Linked DNA regions of Mus musculus: region 1 is linked to region 2. A link is a contact called in public Hi-C data. All regions are on one chromosome and are shown on one strand. Each heading gives the region's core, a stretch centred on a gene start, on an enhancer-like site or on the middle of the called end of the contact. The rest is flanking DNA. Distances are from core to core; before and after follow the strand shown. Region 1 overlaps Rgn (regucalcin). Region 2 has its middle 19 kb from the start of Rp2.

What was found. A called contact is a pair of places that touch in the nucleus more often than the background predicts.
Region 1: a contact with region 2 is called in a Hi-C map of bone marrow-derived macrophages, with 1.9 times the contacts expected there. The contact joins two enhancer-like sites. A contact is called at or near these places in 1 of 15 datasets of contacts at CTCF or cohesin (pro-B cells), 37 of 484 Hi-C or Micro-C datasets (the G1E-ER4 cell line, the HPC-7 cell line, Th1 cells and 14 more), 4 of 115 datasets of contacts at active chromatin or transcription factors (differentiating embryonic stem cells, embryonic stem cells and epiblast stem cells) and 2 of 9 other capture datasets (adipose tissue and liver).

Annotation. Positions count from the first base shown.
Region 1 is chrX:20,561,855-20,565,690 of GRCm38.p6, forward strand. It overlaps Rgn (regucalcin), which reads left to right. Exons shown (of 7, transcript NM_009060.2): 7 at 1-233. Among named protein-coding and RNA genes, the nearest start is that of Rgn, 14 kb to the left of the region's middle. Within about 2 kb of position 2,272, at least 4 of the 459 cell types and tissues checked have an H3K27ac peak or open chromatin away from gene starts, as enhancers often do. A contact at or near this core is called in bone marrow-derived macrophages, where this site is marked.
Region 2 is chrX:20,343,673-20,347,461 of GRCm38.p6, forward strand. No RefSeq gene overlaps it. Among named protein-coding and RNA genes, the nearest start is that of Rp2, 19 kb to the right of the region's middle. Within about 2 kb of position 1,524, at least 10 of the 459 cell types and tissues checked have an H3K27ac peak or open chromatin away from gene starts, as enhancers often do. A contact at or near this core is called in bone marrow-derived macrophages, where this site is marked.

The sequences.
Region 1 (3,836 bases), core at 1,022-3,521, 220 kb after region 2:
AATGGGACTGTGACCATTCTTTTTCTGTGTTCCATATTTGCTGCGCATAAGGCTTCCAAAACAAATCAATGCATAGAAACTTAATGATAATTTATAATGATTATGTGACTTTTCATGTGTGTTATTTTACAAACTAAAATACTGGCAGAAGATGTTATTCAAACCCTGGGGCACAATCTGTGGTTCTAATTGCCACCTAGTGGCTATACAAATAAATGCATCACATTGCAAAGAATTCTTTCCATTGTTTACTTTTACACATTCTCTCTCTCTCTCTTTCTCTCTCCCTCTCTCTCTCTCTCTCCTCTCTCTCTCTCTCTCTCTCTCTCTCTCTCTCTCTCTCTCTCTCTCTCTCTCTCTCCCTCCCTTCCTCTTTCCCTCCCTCTCCCTTCCCCCTCTGTATTTACGTGTGTAAATTGATCAGAGAGCAACTTACTTATGGGACTCATGGGTTGACGGGATTGAACTCAAGTTGCGCCTTTATTGGCTAAGCCATTTTACTTGCTGCTGCTGCTGCTTTCTCTTCCGCCCTCTCTTCCTTCTCTTCCTTTTTTGAGATGAGGTTTCTCTCATGTAGCTCAGGTTGGTTTTGAGCTTGCTATGTAGGTGAACTGACCTTGAACTCCTGAGTCTCCTGCCTCCATTTCCCAAGTGCTAAGATTACAAATGTGTGCTACCATGCCTATCTTGGAAAGAATTTTTAAAGCAATATTGTTGGCACTATAATTAGCCTGATCATATTTAAAGTATACAAAGTTGTCATATATTCATATGTGTGTCATATATATTCATATCAACTACATAGACAAAATGAATCTGCACTATCCACAAATATTTATGGTGCCCACCTATCATTCTTTTCTTCTGCCCTTCAGCAGGCTTGTGCCCCATCCCCAGAATATAACTGATCTGCTTTCTCTCCCTTTCAATTTCAATTGACCTTAAAATTGGGTAGTGCCAGGCTGGAGATATAGCTCTGAACTACACTCTTCAGCCCATTTTAATATTTCTTCTCAGAATTTTCAAGATTGCCTTTTCAATATTTTTTGTAATAGCTGTTGTATAATTATATATCAGATCATTCCAAAACCTGCATGATCTTACTCTTGACATCTATTGGTAATCTTTTCCCCACTTAAGTTAGGCAATTCATTGTTTAATATAGTGAGTAATTTTTGGATTGTTTCCTGGGCATTTTGAATATTGCATGTGAGACTGGATCTTGTTAAAATCTTATGAGGAATGTTGATGTCTGTTTCTATAGAGAACCTATAGAGTCAGGTTGAAGCCACAAGTTCTTGCAGTCGTGGTTTCACTGTCAGTTGCAGTTTTCATAAGCTTTGCTCAGGTGTCCTGTGCATGTACCACCCAGCAGTTAGGCTGGAGTTGGATGGAGGTCCAGCTTTAACTCAGTTCTCCATCTGGTATGTATGTACATACAGGTCAGGAGCTGGGTTCAAGCCCAATCTGCAAAGGCCTCCTTACTGGGACTTTTGAGGGAATATGGTACATCAGAAGCCCAGACTTGCCTTCTCTACCTATGCCTACTCTTGTCTGCATATTTTTTGGTTTCTACTTGATTCTTTCTGATCTTTATTCTTCAATGAAGGAAATTCACATAGCAACAGAGTTATCACATGCAAAGATCATATGCAAAAGTTATCATATGCAAAGAGGGCAACATAACTTCATTGTGAAAACTCAAGAGATCAGGGATTGTCTAAGAAGCATAAACGAGACATCTATCCCCGTTACAGTTACCTAGCCTAAGCCACTCATTCTGCCCAGGAGGTAGGTCAAAGCATAGTGGAATGGCAGAGGAACTCTAGGGACTGTGGTGGAGTACTCTGAAAATCCTGAACAACAGACCTCAAGGAAAAGTGGCCAGTTTAGCCCAACTTCCCTCTCTAAAACTTCAAATCTGGAAACACAGTCTAGTGAGACAGAGATTATAATCATTTCCCCAGTGATGGAAGCCTCCACCCATGCATGACAAGCATTAATATCTGCACTATCTATGCCTTTCCTGGTCAGTCGTTGTTCCAGTTTGCTTTTCTGTTGCAAGAAAACACCCTGACCAAAGGCAACTTAGGAGAGGAAAGTATTTGATTCATCTTATACTTGCAGATCACAGCCCATCATGAAGGGAAGTCGGGGCAGGAAGTTGAAGGCTGGATTGCTTGCTGTTCCATTTAGCATTACCTCTAACCAGTGAGTGAACTCACAGTCAAGGATACAGCAGAAACCGTGAAGAAGCACTGCTTGATGACTCACTCTCAGACTCATGCTTAGCTAGCTTTTCTATATAGCCCCAGGGAAGTACGGCCCACATTGGACTGGGCCCTCCTTCACCAATTAACAATCAAGGCAATCTTCCCACAGACATGCCCATGGGCCAGTTTGATCTGGGCAACCCACAATTGAGACTCCCTTCTCAAGTGAGTTTAGACTGCATCAAGTTGACAGTTAAGGCAACGAGAACAGAGTCAGAGGGTTTTCTTAGTGGTTAAGAATTCTTGCTGCTGAAGCTTGAGAGATGGCTCAGCAGCTAAGAGCACTGCTCTTCTAGAGGTCCTAAGTTCAATCCCCAGCAACCACATGGTGGCTCACAACCATTTGTAATGGGATCCAATGCCCTCTTCTGGTATGTATGAAGACAGTTACAGTATACTCATATATAAATAAAATAAGTAAAATTTTAAAAATGCCTGCTGCTCTTGCAGAGGACCCAGGTTCAATTCCCAGTATCTGCAAGGTGGCATCTGTACAAGAATCTGTAACTCCAGTCTTGGGTATCTAATACCCTCTTCTGACCTCCATTGTCAGCACACACAGTGCATATATACACATGCAGCCAAAACCCTCATATACATAAAATAGATAAACCTAAAAGGAAAAAATATTTTTCAAAAATTCAGAGAACAATCTTGAGTATTATTCCTCAGGCACCATCCACATTCTTTACTTTTGTTTTAAGACATAGTCTTTTTTTTAGATTTATTTATTTATTTATTATATGTAAGTACACTGTAGCTGTCTTTAGACACTCCGGAAGAGAGCGTTAGATCTTGTTACAGATGTTTGTGAGCCACCATGTAGTTGCTGGGATTTGAACTCTGGACCTTCAGAAGAGCAGTCGGGTGCTCTTACCCACTGAGCCATCTCACCAGCCCAGACAGAGTCTTTTTTTAGAGATTGTTCTTTTAGAGGATCTGGGTTCAATTCCTAGCACCTACATGGTAGCTTACAATCCTCTGTAACTCCAGTCACAGGGATCCAATGACCTCTTCTGGCCTCCTCAAACACCAGGTATGCACATGGTGCAAAGGCATGCAGGCAAAACACCTGTACACATAAAAATAAACAAACAAAAGTAATGATTTTGTTTTAAAAGACAGGGTCTCTTGTTGACCTAGAACTTCCCAAGTAGGCTAGGTTGACTGGGCACCTGTCTCCAACTCCTCAATGCTGGGATTATAAACACCAGCATGTGTAGCTTTTTAAAGTGAGTTCCAATCAAATTCGGATCCTTATGCTTATAAGTCTAGCACTTTACTGAGCTATCTTCCCAGCACCTCAATCAGTCTCCTAAAACTGACATCTGGTTGACAGTCAATTAAAATCTCTGGCTAACCTGCATGCCCAGACTTAAAGTGAACTCCCAAATCATACCTTGTCAAACTACAAAGATGGTGTGGTGAATTTGACTTGCCAAAAGGCAATCTTAAAAAAGTTCCAGAGCTTCTCTGCACCTTCTTGGGTAGGCATACCAAAAATGCATAGTCCTGAATACATTACACGAGTTATATCTCAGAGAACTCCCTTGACAAATGGTA
Region 2 (3,789 bases), core at 274-2,773:
TAGGAGCTGAAAACATCCAGATGTGTCCCATTATTAATTAATCTGTAGCACTATTTTTCCGTCTTATCTTCAAACACAGTCCCTTGCCACCCTGGTTATTAACAAGTAGCATAATTTATCCCTTAGAGGCCCTGGGGATGACATAATTCAGAACTACAAAACAAAGCAGAGAAGGATCATATATTTTACACCAGAACCTACTAAGAATGTTCATCAGGCATTTCTTGACAATGAACTATAATTTACAGTTTAACTTGTAACTTAGAGAACATGGAAACTGAGATGAGAATTATTGTTATTGAGTGTTTTTTTGGTTTGAGTTTTTTTGGTTTTGTTTTTGTTTGTTTGTTTTATTTTATTTTATTTGGTTGTGTTTCTTACAAAGCATACCTTCACTCTTCCACACTATATTCATTGTTCCTAATCCCTCGCCTTCCTGTTTCTCTCAAACACACTCCAGTCAGGCTATTGTCCCTACTTCTGTGTCAGAGCCCTTCCCATCTAAGTCCTTTAACAACCTCCGTTCAAACAAATCCTAGGATATTTAAGTCTATATAAAAGATTATTCCTTTGGCTTCTCTATTCTTCCTTTATCTCACTGATTTCTCATTAGTTTGGTTTTTTTTTTAACATTTTATCTTGGAATTAGCAACATAAATACTCCAGAGTGGATGTGTGTAGCCAACTTTACTCTTAGTTAGATGTCTACAATGAACATAATATATGATCAAAACCTGTTATTGCACACATTGTTGGGATTTCATGCAACCATCTTTTATGATATAGAAATGTGGCATGACCACAAAGAGATTTCTTTTGCCATCCCCTTATATTTGTGCTAGTTAGCTTTCCATCACTGTGACAAATCTCTGAGAGAAACAAAACCCCTTACAAGTCAGGGGGTTTGGGGGGGAGGGGGTGAGGGACTTTTGGGATAGCATTGGAAATGTAATTGAAGAAAATACGTAATAAAAAAAATAAATAAATAAATTTTTAAAAAAAGTCAGAGGGTTGGGGTGTGGCTATGAAGCCCTGGATTTAATTGCTAGCCCTGCAGGAAATACAACAAGAAGAAAGATTTAGTTTGATGAAAGACTTCATTCCAAAGTAGATGGATCTTCTGCTTGCTTTTAGCTTGAGGAAAGACAGAATTTGATGATAGTGAGCAGAAACATATGGCAGGGTCGGCTCTCTTCCTGGTAGTGATGAGCCAACTTGGCTCCATATTAAAATTAGAAGTCATCCTGTTACAAGGTCAAAATAAGTTTGCTTCTGTTTTCTGTAAAGCTTAGATTTATGGTTTTTGGAATTTGGACTGTCTGTACCTTGAGCCTTGGAATTCTTCTTGGTCCAGGACCCAAACTGTGCCTTGGGCTTCACACCTCTACCCTCATAAGATAAAATGTTCTGTCAAATAATTTTGAGATATTCTGACAAGTTTCTATGTAACTAAAACTCCTCTGGAAATCCCCAGCCCTTGGAAACCCCCTAGCCTTGCAGTTTTGAGGCTATAAAAACTCCACTTCTCCTATTTTGGGGACAGTCCTCTCAAATCCTGCATTTAGAGAGAGGCAGTCACCAGACCAGCTATATTGTGCACATATAAAAAAGTTTGCTAAGAATTTGACTAATTTTGGTAGTGGTCTTTACTCTTGTTTGGTAGAATTAACAGTAGCTAGGAAGCAGAGACAAGACAAGATTGGGGTCACATATATTTAAGAACATACTTCCAACAGCCCATCACCTCCACTCAGGCCTTCATTACCTTCCACAGTTCCACCACATACTGATAGTCTATTCAAAATTTGAATATATCATTGTACTAATCTATTGATGAAGACATAGTGTGGTGAATAGTTAGCTTTAACTTGGCACAATCTAGAATCACCTGGGAGGAGAATACCAGTGAAAGACTATCTAGATGAAGTTGGCTTGTAAGCATGTCTGTGGAGTATTATTTTGATTACCTTACTTGAGGTGTGGAGACAAGCCTACTGTAGGAGGCACCATTCCCTAAGCAGGAGATTCTTAACTGTGTAAGAATAAAGAATTCAAGCTCAGGACAATATTAAATCCTTCTTTTCTGCCTTTTGACTACCATGCAATGTAATCAACTGTCTCTAGCTCCTGCCACTGTTACTTCCCCAAAATGATGGTGTTTTCAATTGCTTCTTTACCTTGTTTTTGTTGTTGTTGTTTTTGTTTGTTTATTTGTTTTTTGAGACAGGGTCTCACTATGTAGCCCTGACTGGCCTGGAACTTGCTATATAGACCAGGCTGAACTCAAACTCATAGAGACAAGCCTGCCTTTGACTCCCAAGTGCTGGGATTAAGGGACCAAAATATGACACCTGACTCCTCCTTGTTTATTAAGACAAGGTCTTTCACTGAACCTTTAGCTTGAAGATTAAACTAATTGGTTGAGCAGAAAGCCCCCAGGATACACTTGTCTCTACCTCCCCAGCTCTGGAATTACTGGTATGTGTCATTATTCTTAGCTTTTCATATGAGTGCTAGGAATCTAGAGTCAGGTCCTTGTGCTTTTGTGGAAAACACTTCATTGACTAAGCCACCTCCCCAGCCCTAAAGTTTATTTTTATGGTTTGTGCCATTTCTTGAATTTTTGGTTTGTGGATGTTTAAGTTTTATCATAGATGCCCAAAACTATTAATTATTTTAAAATCTTTGTTTTTCCTCTGGTTCATTTTGGATATTTTTCTGTTGTCTATCTTTTGTAGACTGGCTCTTTTCTTTGTCTCCAATCTGGCATTGCACACATCTAGTGAGCTTTTAAATTTTTATTATTATTATTATTTTTTTTTTAATGTATGAGTGCTCTGCTACATGTACACCCGAATGCCAGAAGAGGGCATCAGATCCCTTATAGGAAGTCCTGAGCCACCACGTGGTTGCTGGGAATTGTACTAAGAACCTCTGGGCCTGAAAGTGGTAGCTTCCACATTAAATCCTAACACTTGGGAGGCAGAATTTCTGAGTTCGAGACCAGCCTAGTCTACAGAGTGAGTTCCAGGATAGCCAGGGCTACACAGAGAAACCCTGTCTCAAAAAAAAACAAACAAACAAACAAACAAAAGAACCTCTGGAAGAGCAGCCAATGCTCTTAACTGCTGAGCCATCTTACCAGTCTAGTGAACTTACCTTAATTTTCACTGTTGTACTTTGCATCTCTGAACTTTCCATGTGGCTCATAGCTGTATCTTTTTTCTTTGATGTAACTTTCTATTTTTTCAGCAATTTAAATAGTGTTCATGACTGCTTGTTGGAGCACTTACATGGCAAGTATTTTTAAATCATCATGAAACGGCTCCAAGCCTGTGTCATCGCGGTGTTCGCAACTGTCGATCCTGTTCACTTGCACAAGTTGAAATTTTCATATTTCATGGTAGAGTTAGCAATTTTTATTACGTCCTAGACAATTTAGATATTACTTTATGAGATTCTGGTTCCTATTTGAGTCTTCTAAGCTAGAAGACAATCTGTTTAGGTTAAGGAAACATAATCTTACCCCACATTTCTGGGCTGCAGTCCAAATGCACATTTACTTTTTAATCTCTGCAGCACTGTTTGGATCTGCTCAGATATTTGGTACCCAGAAATTATTGTGAAATCTGGGTGGTACTCAATTCCCAAGTACTTCTCTGTTGTTTCTGGTTAGTTTCATACTCAAGCTGCTAAGAAGTCAACACAGAATTTCATAGGTTGATTTTTTTTTAATTACTTTCTTTAGTTCTCTTCTCTTGGTAATCTTCTGCCACTTCCTAGTTGAAG